Regions from separate parts of the Mus musculus genome. Here region 2 is linked to region 1. A link is a contact called in public Hi-C data. All regions are on one chromosome and are shown on one strand. The core of a region is the stretch at or near the end of the contact, and the rest is flanking DNA. Distances in the headings are between cores, read along the strand shown.

Evidence for each region. Hi-C and Micro-C count contacts between places; a contact is called where the count stands out from the background.
Region 2: a contact with region 1 is called in a Hi-C map of cerebellum, with 2.0 times the contacts expected there. The contact joins two enhancer-like sites. A contact is called at or near these places in 2 of 484 Hi-C or Micro-C datasets (Th1 cells and cerebellum), 3 of 115 datasets of contacts at active chromatin or transcription factors (double positive thymocytes and embryonic stem cells) and 3 of 9 other capture datasets (adipose tissue, liver and pancreatic islet).

The regions. Positions count from the first base shown.
Region 1 is chr2:156,936,064-156,942,666 of GRCm38.p6, reverse strand. Ndrg3 (N-myc downstream regulated gene 3) reads left to right here. Exons shown (of 16, transcript NM_013865.2): 9 at 2,254-2,310; 10 at 4,013-4,116; 11 at 5,116-5,181; 12 at 5,289-5,340. Among named protein-coding and RNA genes, the nearest start is that of Sla2, 52 kb to the right of the region's middle. Within about 2 kb of position 2,431, at least 12 of the 459 cell types and tissues checked have an H3K27ac peak or open chromatin away from gene starts, as enhancers often do. A contact at or near this core is called in cerebellum, where this site is marked.
Region 2 is chr2:157,023,786-157,030,388 of GRCm38.p6, reverse strand. Soga1 (suppressor of glucose, autophagy associated 1) reads left to right here. Exons shown (of 15, transcript NM_001164663.1): 10 at 742-909; 11 at 2,751-3,002; 12 at 6,521-6,592. Among named protein-coding and RNA genes, the nearest start is that of Dsn1, 20 kb to the right of the region's middle. Within about 2 kb of position 2,863, at least 36 of the 459 cell types and tissues checked have an H3K27ac peak or open chromatin away from gene starts, as enhancers often do. A contact at or near this core is called in cerebellum, where this site is marked.

The sequences.
Region 1 (6,603 bases), core at 1,182-3,681:
ATCACATGTGTCATAGATTTTTATTGACACTCAAACCCATGATATCCAGTATTTTGGTATCTGAGAACTTTATAGTGATGTAGCTCTAGGCAGAGGGTTAATAATGATCTTTAAAGAAATTAACACGTATCCGATGCTTACTGTATAGCAGCTACTGCTCTTAAACTCACCAAGTGAATCAATATGTTATTTAAGGTCATATAGCTAGAACTCACCAAGCCAGAATATCTGTGAAACCATTGTAAGACAAAAAAGGTGACACAGTCTATGTACCAATAATAGAGGGTTTAAAAAAAAAAAAGATAGTAAGGGTAGAACAGTGTATGCCCAAAGAATTATGTTCCTTAAGCCAGATGTGAGAGGAGGATAGAGTCTGAGGTGAACTGGCATAAGGACAGGCTTATCCAGGCCAGGCTTGGTAGCCTTTCCTTTAATCCCAGCACTCTGGGAAGCAGAAATAGGAGGATCTCTGTATAGACCATCCTGGTCTACAAAGTGAGTTCCACGACAGCCAAGAAAACCTGTCTTAAAAAAACAAGAAAAACCTATCCAGGGCTGGCCATGGTGGCATCCCACTGCTCAAGGCAGGGACAGGCTAGCCTAGTCTACTTATCCAATTCCAGGCAAATGAAATCTTGCACATATTTTCTGCCTACCAGCAGACCAGATTCTGAACAGTCTGTCTGTCTGTCTGTCCCCACATGGGTTTCCCTTTAGGGAATATTGCCTCCCCTGGCTTTGGATGGAGAGTACTAACAACGCTGTTGCCAGTGGCTGTGGAATCCTCCCCCAGCCTGACTTATGTAAATGTCTGTCTAGTATGTGGATGTCCTGACCCCCACGCTTAGACAGGGAGCAGCCTGTGACATTCATAGAGCACGGTGGGTCTCTGAGCATTATGGATCGGGCAGCCCGTGAAGTGAGCTGGGTCGTTACTCATGCTCCTCTCTCGCTGCAGCCTGAGGCTCACTGACAGCCCATGGGTGACCTCAGGCCATCTTTCTTCCCTAACCTGTCACCCATGGCCAAGGCTCTCCCGCACCTCCTTCCCTGCATCCTCAGCTCCACCTCATCCAAGTCCTCAGAGGGAATTCCATCCAGAACCCAGGCAGAAGCCTAACGGGGAACTGGCAAGATGAGTTGAGCTGAAATTTGTTTCTGAAAATAGACTGTCTCCAGATTTACACAGATTGCCGCGTTTATTAGACTGTGAGATGCATCGTTTTGAAATGGGAAGAATTGGGAGAGAAATGTTCAAAATGTGAGAACATTCTGTAAATATAGCTTTTCCTCCCACTCCCTGAAATAAAGATGGCTAAAACTGGAAGGAACCTTATTTTTTGTGTCTTGGATGTCTTGGGCAGGGTGGTAAGTTGATCTCTACCCACCATCAACCCAGTGTAAATGCAAAACTAGGGGCAGGGAGGAGGCAGCAGAGGCCACCGTCCCAGACTGCACGTTTCAGAGCACTACCTAACATGTTCCCTCACACGGTCCTTCAACCCTCCTTTTCCCTCTCCACCCCCTTCTCTCTCTCCTTTTTAGCTTTCTTTTTATCTTTTTCTTTTTGAGATTAGGTCTCCCAAGGTCACTAGGGTTAATCTCCAAGTCCAGTGCTGAAGTAAACTAAACCTTCTACCCCGGCCTTCTGAATTCATGGGTCTGTAGGTGTAACTATAAAATACCCTGCTACAATGCCCCTATTTCAAAGTATGCCATACTACCTTAGAATGGAAATTTAACCTTTTTCAGACTTCCTATGTTTCTTTGAAAATACTGTGTCACACAAATATATCACACTAAATTTGTAGGGTTTGTCTGGTTTGAAAAAATGGTCTCTCTCTGTAGCATATGCTGACCAGTAACTTCCTATACATCCCGTCTAACTTCAAACTATGGTCCTCCTCCCTTAACCTCTCTCATCCTAGTAACTGGGATTACAGTTGTTTGCCACCATGCCCTGTGACCTCTTGTTTTATTGAGGAATAATGTTTGGACAGAAAAGAACACCTTCCTTTAGTGGACAGCCTGTGAAATACTCACACTTGCTAACTCTATTAACACCATTTTGGGTTTTTTTGGGTTTTGGTGGTGGTGGTGGTGGTTTTTCGAGACAGGGTTTCTCTGTATAGCCCTGGCTGTCCTGGAACTCACTTTGTAGACCAGAGAAATTCGCCTGCCCCTGCCTCCTGAGTGCTCAGATTAAAGGCATGTGCCACCACGCCCAGCTTAACACCATTTTTTATCTTTTAGCTCTCAGGTTTTACCACCAACATTGTGGACATAATTCTGGCTCATCACTTTGGCCAGGTAAGCTCCTGTTCTTGTACAAAAAGCCTTCCTGTGCTTCAGGAGAGAAAGAGGCTCATTGCAATGCACGGATCCTGCAAAGAGCATGGTCCTTGCAGTCAGAAGGGCACGTGGGCCTGCAAAGGCTAGCCCTGCAGGAGGGGCTTCTCTTAGCCTCACGGATCTTGGCACTCAGAGAGAGACAGAAAACAGCCTCTCCCCACCTGTCCCCCGTGAGCAGAATGCCATCTGGGTATGTTTGACAACACCAGTGCCTCAGCAGACAGCTTTAGAGCCACCAGGAGGTTCAGGAAGGGCTTCACAGGAATCAACATTTCAGAGGAGACAAGCCAAGAGCGCTGAGCTGCTATTGGGAAAGGAGCTTAGAGATGACCTCATCCAGCCAGGGACTGAGGGACACTGGTGTCCAGCAGGACGGCTGCTGTCCTGGGATGGACAGCTGTTGGTGGGGGATTTGCCTCCAGTCCTGATTTCTAAGGGAAAGTGAGTGATGGAGACACTGCTCGATGAGGTGTGGAGCTGTGAGGGGCTGGGGTGTGGAGGGGCAGTTACAGGGAGGCGTGGAGGCTGCTCAGTTAGTTTGCATCCTTAATTCTAAATACCCCTAAAGGAGAATGGAAGGTCGAGATACAGCAGGCTGTCACCACCTACTGGCTATGTGCCTGCTGAGTAGTTTTTATTTTATCTGGTGTAGGTGGTATAAGCCTGGATCTTCTGAAAGAAGAGCCAGTGCTCTTAACCGCTTAGCAATCTCTCCAGCACCTTGGCTTAATTTTGAGAGAGGGAAACCAAAGGCCTGAAACACAGCATAATATACCACCATTGTCCACATGAAAGTGATGGAGCTGACATTTGAATCAGGGTCTAGTTCCAAAGTTATAGTCTTCCTGTTATTATTTTCTCTTTTTTTTTCATTTTATTTTTTTACTAATATTATACATTTAGGAAGAAGAGCTTATTCAGGCTTATTATAGAAAATCTATGAAACATCCATTTCCTGTTTCTCATAGGCAATCACTCTAGGTCTTCTGATTCCCTGCTCTCTTGCTTTTGACAATGTCTGTCCCCAGGATTGGCATCAAACTTGGATGCTCTTCCTTTAGCTTTCCAAGTGCTGGGATTTTAATCTGGTTCTTCGTGGGTAACCTCCGTCCATATTGTATTCTTGACAAAGGGGGCATAACTCACATACACTATGATGCACATACTGTAAGTGCGTGCCTCTGACCTTTGTCCTATAGATTCTCTTATATATCTACATATATTACTGTATAAAATGTCTCCATACAAAGAGAACAAAGAGGTTCTCTTCTTCCTATTCATTAATCCCCCGAAACACACTCACTGTTCCATTACCTCTCTTCTTTACTTTTGCCTAATTTTTAATTTAAAATAGGTAAAATCATAGGATATACTGCCTGGACCTGGCATTTTTCGCTCCATATAACTATCTTTGGTATATCCATCTACCAGTTGGTGCCCTGGTTCGACACAGAATATGGAACTGAACTCTGATGGGGCCCATAGGTATTGTTGATCTTAGAAGATGTAAGCCATTCGGTGTGCTGGTACATTAATAACTCTCCACAGCACCCCCAGTCCCCTCCTGAGCACAGTGGCTCCTGTCACTGAAAATACAAACTACATAAGATGGACGTGTTCTGCCGTTCAGCTTACTGGTCTTTTCTTCCACTCGTTCTAGGAGGAGTTGCAGGCCAATTTGGACCTCATTCAAACCTACAGACTGCACATTGCTCAAGATATCAACCAAGAAAACCTCCAGCTCTTCCTGGGTTCCTATAATGGGTAGGGTTGTCTCCCAACCCTTTAGTTAACTGTGTAGCCCACCTCTAAAATCTGCTTGACATTCAAGGAAGCAGAGAGGAGAAATAACTCCTGCCATGGTCGTTTAATCGGATCGCCTATGGTGTTTGATCATTCTAGGATGGAAGGGCTGTAAGAAAGAGCTTTAAAGAAGTGAGTGCTAAAAACAGTAGCAGTTTCTAGGCTCTCTTAGGGGAACAAAGAAAGCCAAATTAGCATATAGTCAGAAAAAGCAGTTAATGCTGAGGTCCAGAAGAAAGCCAGGCACGTGTAGGAAGACACAGTGTGTGTGGTGTGGGCAGCGTACAGGGGTCACTGGGGCTTGGTTTTAATGCTGTTTGCTGCCGCCTTGTCATGAAGCAGGCAGAGTAGCATGTGGATGTAAGTCAACTCCTTTCTCCTTGATTATTTCAAAACTTGCTGTCATCTCTCTCCCTGTCCCAGGGTAGGCTAAGGAGAGAGCACTGATTTCCCTAGGAATAGTTTTACCAAAGAAGGAATGTGGTGGGGAAGGCTGCATGAGTCAGCTGTACATTTGCAGAGATGCACAGCCAGGAAGGCCCAATGCCAGGATTTAAATCTGGTCTGGAGAGCTTTCCTATTTTTAATTGAAATAACGATAAAAGTCCTGTGCAAAGCTATTATAAGTAAGACTCTCTTCCCACATAAAAGTACACCATCCCTTCTTCAAGGGATTGTGCTCATTTCTACAGACCACTTGGAAATTCAGTCAGCCTTGAGGATTTCAGCAGTGCAGCCGCTTGAATTTTCAAGCTCTCCCTCTTCTTAGCATCCCACAGACCCTGTTGTTCTTATGTGCCATGGAAGCGGCTGCTCAGGGCACTGCTCAGGGCCCTTCCGTCCTCAGGTGTGAGGACAGTCAGTGTTCCTAGCCCATCACACTCTGGAGGACATGTCCAGGAGACACACGAAGGCCCTGGTTTTCCTGTAAACGATGCTGAGTCTGCTTTGTTTGTCTAGGCGCAGAGACCTGGAGATCGAAAGGCCTATACTGGGCCAAAATGATAACAGATTGAAAACGCTAAAGTAAGTGCCTGTCTCCCCCCTGAGTCGCTGCCTGCCACGACTGATCCGTGTTCAGCAGTGTTGGTGCTCCCTTGCTGACCGAGTGCTCTTCTTCCCCCTGGTCCTAGGTGTTCTACCTTACTGGTGGTGGGGGACAATTCACCTGCTGTGGAGGCTGTGGTAAGTGGTGCTGATGTAGTCCAGCCTGTATGGCAGGCACCCTGCCGACACCGTTGACACATGATCACACTAGGTCATGCCGTGTCTAATCGCATCCACCAGGTTCTACTGTGACATACTTTGAAAATTAGTTCCCCAGAAGTGTCACCAGGTCTCCTCAGATTGATCAGTGTGGTCCTTGATGGCTCTGTGTGCCACTGTCCACTCTGGCAGTAACTGTCAGATGTTTACAGTCAGCCTTCCACTTGGGGAGTTACCACCACACATCCAGTAGGTGCAGAAGCTGCAGAGAGCCTTTCCATAGCCTTTCCCTTGTGTTGGATTAAATAACATGTTCCATGATTTTTAAGGTATAACTTATCCAAATAAATAAGGCCTTTTTATTTTACTTCCACGCTCCTGTTTTTAGAGAGGTGTGGCTTCATCTGAAAGACAGAGAGCCCACTTCTCTAATCACAGACCCACCTCTCTTGCCAGAGCCCCTCATGCCTCTAATGGTAGGAACTTACGAGTCATCCCCGCAATATCAAGGAGAAAGCCCCCATGTGCTTTTTTTTTTTTTTTAAGATTTATTTATTATTATTCATTAGTACACTGTAGCTGTCTTCAGATGCACCAGAAGAGGGTGTCAGATCTCATTACGGATGGTTGTGAGCCACCATGTGGTTGCTGGGATTTGAACTCAGGACCTTCGGAAGAGCAGTCAGTGCTCTTAACCGCTGAGCCATCTCGCCAGCCCCCCCATGTGCTATTGACACCTGGTTGTGCTCACTAGTTCAGCATCATCCGGAGCATCTCCTATTCAGTGCTGAGGAGTAACAGAAGCTATCTCCGTTCCAGGATTTAGGAAATGCAAAGATGTGTCAGAGACCAGTGATCAGAGGTGTAGAGCATTAGCGTTGTCTCCAACCCTGCCTGAAAACACACACAGCCTCGGTGACTGTGGGTAGTTAACCGTGGAGGCATAGAACATTATATGAATTACAACGTAGTGGAGAATGGAAAGCATGGTTTATTATGCAGAGACAGAAGTTGATCTCCTAGAAAATATTTATGGCTTGTCTACGATACTCTGAGCACTGTGACTAGATAGCCACTTTAAAATTCTACCTGTAGAATCGTGTTTTCTGTACAAAAAGGATACGTTTTTTTTACCCTGCCTGCATTGTCCCTTGCGTAGAGCAGACTGAGCCTCTGACCCGAATGTGGCTTCTCGATCATCTCCTGGTTTTAGAGGAGTTGTGTAAGCCTGCCCTTCAGCAA
Region 2 (6,603 bases), core at 1,614-4,113, 87 kb before region 1:
CAGTTTCTCAGTGCTAGGGGGACATGCCAGGGTAGTGACAGAAGGCCAATGTCACAAGTAAGGGAAGCAGTTCGCCCGTTTGTTTTATAGGAAACAGTGTTAGAGAATGGGGGTCCCGTGTCCGTGCGTTTCCATGGATGAATAGGGGCTTGTCCAATTCAGAATAGGGAAAAAAGGCCATATTGAACCCAGAGGACAGCATGTGCTGAGGTGTGGCAAGATGTGCTGGAGTGCTGCTGGCCAGTGGGACATTGTGGGAGGGTGAGGATATACCAGGCCAGGGACATACGAAGAGAGACCTTAAGTAAGAACTGTCAAATCAAGCCACAGGTTGGAGAGGGCGGTGGAGTCACCCCCTAGGGTTCTATAGTGAGCTAGAGTGAGGGCGAGCAGTGTGAAAGGCACCAGGAAAGAGGTTTGGGATCCAGTCTGGCGCCATTTGAGGGACATCAGTCAGAGAGGAGAGACCTGCAGCCTGGAGCCCGCTAAGCCTAGGTGAGGTTGTTTCTCTGCGTTTGGGCAGAGTAGCTGCTCCTGGAATAGACTTCATTGTGTATGAGACTTGCTGCTCAGCTGAGCTATTTAGGACAGGCCTTCAGCCCCATTTTACTGGTGAGAGGACCTGAGGAGAGCTCTCTGGAGCTGGTAGGGCCCCAGCTGGACTCCTGGGTGAGTCTGCTATGCCAGGGCTGCCCTTTCTGCCTTCATAAAGTTCCTGACCAGGCCTTACTCTGCCGGCAGCCTAATGAGTGCATCAAGACCCTGGCCGACATGAAGGTCACCCTGAAGGAGCTGTGCTGGCTGCTCCAGGACGAGCGTCGGGGTCTGACTGAACTTCAGCAGCAGTTCGCAAAGGCCAAGGCCACCTGGGAGACAGAGCGTGCAGAGCTCAAGGGCCACGCCTCGCAGGTAAGCCTCCCTGCTTGTTAGGGACGGTCCCTTCCTTTTTCCCGGCCCAGCTCTAGACAGGCAGGTCTCGGAGGAGGATGCTAAGGATGCACAGGGTCCCCTGCACCTCACCGTGTGCCCCAGAGAGATTGACAGGAATGTAGGCTGCACTGTGGACTCACAGAACGCTTCCACGCCAGCCTGCGCGTCATATCCTGCATGGCTCCTAATAGACCGGACTAGGGTGTTGAGAGGGTGAAGAAAAGACAGACAGACACAAGGATACACAGATAGCTGGGATCAGGCGATCTGGACTCTCTATGGAGCTCTGGAAACTCAGCCTATTTACCATGAAGTTGGTGGTCATTAATGCAGATAACCCGGGTGGTGGGGATTATGGTGTACCACAGTATCAGGGGACAAGCTCAGCAAATCTGAGCAGGAGCGCTCTGTAGGGGAGCTGTCTCCAGGCTGCGAATGTTGGAGGGGGCTGCTGTGGCGGACATCTTCATACACTAATAACATCGCCCACACACAGAGGAAGGCTTTGCCGTTTCCCTCTGAGTCTCACCCTGGTGGGACAAATGGCTTTGCCATGTCTCCCTGGGTCCCACGGTCGCCAGGTATCTGTGACGTGACTGTACCCATTTCAAGAGTACACATAAGCTCAGGACCTGACTCACGAGGGCGTCCTCTGCCCTCACACCTGTACTTGGTAACAGGCTGCACACTCCTGTCTGGGCTCTGCTGGCTGCCACCCTCATTTGTTTTCTTCTTTCTTCCTAAGGACTCCCAGCCCCTGCTACCTGGCTCTAATGTGTTCCTCATACTCAAATTGGGTCTCCCCTCACAGCCACCCAGCCTGACTAACAGCGCTCTCACCAGCATCCCCAGGGGGCTGGCATCTGCTGTGTGCCTGGGGGCAAGTTGTTTCCCCACTCTGATCTGACAAATAGGAAGGTAGAAATGCTGTCTCTGCTTCTCTGGACTGGGCCCCTGGCCGCCTCCAGCACATCTTGGCTTCCGGGTGCCTTCCTTGCCATCTGTGGCCATGGGAGACAGGCATGCTGAAGGTCTCTGCTGGCCAGATGGCCAAGCAGGCCCAGAGGAGTTAGGTTTCTCTCCTAGGTATTAAGTAGCAGGCTTGCTCTTGCCCCCCAGGCTTCTGACCTTCTTGTTCCCATGGGTGCATTTCCACCCTCGCCTGGTGTGTGGAGACTCCTTGAGTTTCCCTGAGCCCTGCGCTCTTCCTCACCCTGTGGGTATCCATCTTCTTCCAGCGTTCCCCGCTGCCCCTCACTGCTCCCCAGGCCCAGCCGTCCCAGGAGCTCTGGCTCTCGGACCAGCCTCATAAGGATCAGCGTTCTAGATCCATGGGCAGTGAGTCTTGAGGCTGTATGTTTCTTTCCTGCCTCCCCATGATGAGGTCGAGGCTGAGAAAAATATGCTGGACCATTCCTGCGCCAGCGTATTATGTGACTGTGTGTACATCTCCCTGTGCAGGGCCTCTGGGACAAGGTGAGGCCCAGCTTTCAAGGGGTAGCAGTGGGGAATAAAGAATGTCTTCCACCCGTGGAAGCTGGTGCTCCTGGTAAGAACTGATAAATGTTTGGTTATCAGTAGCCGGGGCTCTCCCTTTTGTAGCAGGATGTGGAATGCTTATCTAGCCCCTTGGAGCCACGGTGAGGGACAGGAAGTGGTGCTTTGCTTACAGAGGCTTAGGAAGAGAACATTGGGTTCGGGGTCAGTCTTGTATGTAGAAAGGGGTCCATAGCACAGAGAGTCCCTGAAGACCTCCCCAGTATGGGTTTGGAGCCAGTGTCCCCTGCCACTATCCAGCTAGCTGGTGCTTCTTCCTGCAGATGGAGCTGAAGGCTGGGAAGGGTGCCAGTGAGAGGCCCGGGCCTGACTGGAAGGCTGCACTGCAGAGAGAGCGGGAGGAGCAGCAACACCTCCTGGCAGAGTCCTACAGCGCCGTCATGGAGCTGACGAGGCAGCTGCAGCTGAGCGAGCGCCACTGGAGCCAGGAGAAGCTGCAGCTGGTGGAGCGGCTGCAGGGAGAAAAGCAGCAGGTGGAGCAGCAGGTGAAGGAGCTGCAGAACCGCCTCAGTCAGGTGAGGAGGCTCTGGTGCAGTGATAGCTGGAGCCCAGGGCACAGGGGAAGCCGCCAGAGTCGGGCCCTTCCCTTCCCAGCACACCACATGGCAGCCTCGGTGATCGCATCTTACATCTTAGCAGTTGCAATAAGGAAGTGATCTTGTCTCACGAGTTCTCACTGAGCAGGTGTCGATCTTGTGCCCATTGGTGGGGCCTGTCGAGACCCAGGACCCAAAAGGGAAGAGCCAAGAGTGGTTTCCATAGGAAAGCGAGAGTCCTCAGACCAGAATGGGAAACCAAGACCTAAGTATTACAAAATCCTTATTCCGTCCGGCTCCCTCCCTTTGCTCTGCAGGTATACATCTGTGGAGAGATCTCTGTCTGGTTTGGTTTTCACTAATTGAGTCATTGTCTTCCGAGGAGAGCCTTGCTCGGTTTAACTGCTGTTTGACTCCCACTCATTCCGCGTGGACAGAGTCCAGGCTCCATGTTTGATTTGGAGCAGGTGACGTCACTCAGTTGGTACAGCACTGCCCTAGCACGCATGAAGCCCTGGGCTGGATTCCCAGCACCACAGGAACAATGTGTGGCAGCTCATGGCTGTCAGTTTTTGGTAGGTAAAGGCAGAAAGGTTAGAGGTTCAAGGTCATCACCCTCAGCTACTTAGTGAGTTTGAAGCCAGCCTGGTTTACATGAAACCTTGTCTCAAAAAACCAAACCAAACAAACACACCAGCAGAAAGCAGCCCTCTACTGTCCTGTGCACAGGTGTATATGTGAACAGTATTTACAATGCTGTAGTCACAGGCTCTCACATGGATAGAGAGTGAGAGAAAGAGAACTTCAGGGGGCTTTCCCCACTGTTCTCGTGTCTGTCTGTCTGTCTGTGTGCAGTGCGCAGACTCGCTTTGCTTCTTTCTTGCCAGTTCTTATGACTCTCCAGTCTTTGGACTCACCTAATCCCCCTGAGAGCCACCATCTTTGTCTTGTCAGCCCGCCATTTTAAACCCTCTCAGTCCTGTAAGGCCACTTCCCAGAAGAGAAGAACGAGCCAAAATGTCCTGTTAATGACAGGACAGAAACATGCCAGCTCCTCACATCTGTTGGATTTTTTTTTTTTAAAGATTTACTTGTTTTTATGTAGATGCGTGTTTTGCTTGCTTACTTACATGTACACACACCATATTCCTGTTCATATTCTCTGGCTAGTGTCAGATTTCTCAGTTATAGATGGTTGTGAGCTGCCGTGTGGGTCCTGGGAACTGAGCCTGAGTCCTCTGGAAACAAGTGCTTTTAACTGCTGAGCCATCTCTGTAGCCCTAACATCTGATAGATTCTTTTTTTTTTTTTTTTGGTTTTTTTTTTTTTGAGACAAGGTTTCTCTGTGTAGCTCTAAGTGTCCTGGAATTTGCTGTGTGTAGACCGGGCTGACTTCAAACTCACAGAGATCCTCCTGCCTCTGCCTCCCAAATGCTGGGATTGTAGGCATGCACCACCACTGCCCAACTTTTAATATCATTTTTTAATGATTTGGAAATCATTAACCAAATCAATGCCCTGCTGAATGAGGTGTGAGCACACCGCTGGGACCTGCCAGCTCGTGGGTGCTCGCTCTTGTGCTTAATTTCCCAGCAGCGCCCACCTATGGAATTTGCTGACTTCCTAGCTCGGCTCCTGCAACCTTTTGATGCTGATTTGTTTCCCTGCATTCAAGCCCAAGCTGCATCCTGTATTTCTTATTTTCTTCCTCCTTTTTCCCTTCCCCCTGTCCTTTCTTTCTTTGTTTGTTTGTTTTGAGACTACATATCTCAATATTTGGCCCAGACTAGCCTGGCATGCTCAGTTCTCCTGAGCTAGGATGACAGAGGTCAGCCCCAACATCTGTATAAGCTGTGCTCTAGATGAAACCAGCTTGGTCAAGCAACCAGCAGAGCAACAGATAGGAAGAGTATCTTTAGTCAGTGTTCTTCCCCACGAAGAGTCACCTTGACCATCGCAGCTCTTAAAAGGAAACATTTAATCGGGGCTGGTTGGCTGTTCCAGAGGTTTCCTCCCTTTTCGTCATGTTGAGCAGCTTGGTGGCCTGCAGGCAGACTTGGTGCTGGTGAGGTGGCTGAGAGTTCTACATCCAGATCCAAAGGCAGCACGAAGAGAGAGTGACAATGGGCCTGGCTTGAGCATTTGAAAGTTCAAATGCCCCGCCCCCCAGTGACACACTTCCTCCAATGAGGCCACGCCTCCTAATAGTGCCACTCCCTATAAGCCTATGGGTCTCATTTTTTTTTTTTTAAATATTTGTCTTTCTTTTTTTTTTTTTAATTTATTATATGTAAGTATAAGTACACTGTAGCTGTCTTCAGACACTCCAGAAGAGGGCATCAGATTTCATTATGGATGGTTGTGAGCTACCATGTGGTTGCTGGGATTTGAACTCGGGACTTTTGGAAGAGCAGTCCGTGCTCTTAACCACTGAGCCATCTCGCCAGCCCCTATGGGTCTCATTTTTATTCAAACTACCACAAAGGGGCTCCTAGCGCTAATCAAATCCCCTCTGATCTCTGGGCTTCCTCTACACAAGGAGGATGGCTGTTCAATCTTCTTATCTCTCAGGACAGCCAAGGGAATAAAAGAGCTAGCCACAAGAATGGTGCGTTGCTCCTAGGTCCCCCCCCTCCCCCCACTGGGCCTTGGCTTACATCTTCATCTGTGATTGCTGTTCATTCATGCTGAGATGACTTTTGTTGCTGCCCTCCCACCCCCATTCTGTTTGTCTTACATTGGGTTCCAAGTAAGCAGAGCTTGAGATGGGGGTTCAGGTGCAAACAGGTAGCCAGCCTGTCCTGGTGTTGCTTAGGACTTCATTGCACCTCTGGGAAATGGAAGGCAAAGCCTACTTGCTTTTTCAGAACTGAAAGGGTTTGGGGTGGGGGGAGCCTTACTAACACTGGGGAAGCTGGGGGGGCGGGGGGTGGGGAACTAGGGCGAGTCGTCCCCTGTGGGAGCGAAGTGGTGATGCGGCGCCCGTCATCTCAGCTGCTGTCTGAACTGCTCCACATCTGGGCCCTCCTTCTGTTGACTTTATCCTCTCACCTGCTACTTGGAAATAATCTCAGTTGTACTGGCTCCTATGTCTGCTATGAGGACTAATTGAGCTGATGAGCACATGCAAATGGGCCCCCTGGAATTGTGGTACTCCAGGGAACACCTCAGGACTCAGCAGGTTCGCAGCATGGTCCCCGAGTGAAATAGCTACTGCTTGTCTGCCGCCCTAGCTGTTCTGTGAACTGCCGTGCAGAGTAATGTAGCAACAGCTCCTGTTAACTCTATCAGCCAGGTCAGCAAGATGCCTGCCAGTAGCTGTTTGTATTACTGGTTTCCAAATCCACCTTGTGCGGGGCTCAGAGGTACTATCTATTGAGAAGCCAATGCCGGACATATGTTGTGGGTGGGTCATGTGGCTTATAGAATTGAGACTGGGGAGTGGCCCTGCTCAGAGTAACCCTGCCCGCCAGCATACACACTTTTCTCTTTCTCAGTTGCAGAAGGCTGCCGAGCCCTGGGTCCTGAAGCACTCAGACATGGAGAAGCAAGACAACAGCTGGAAAGAGGTGAGAGCATC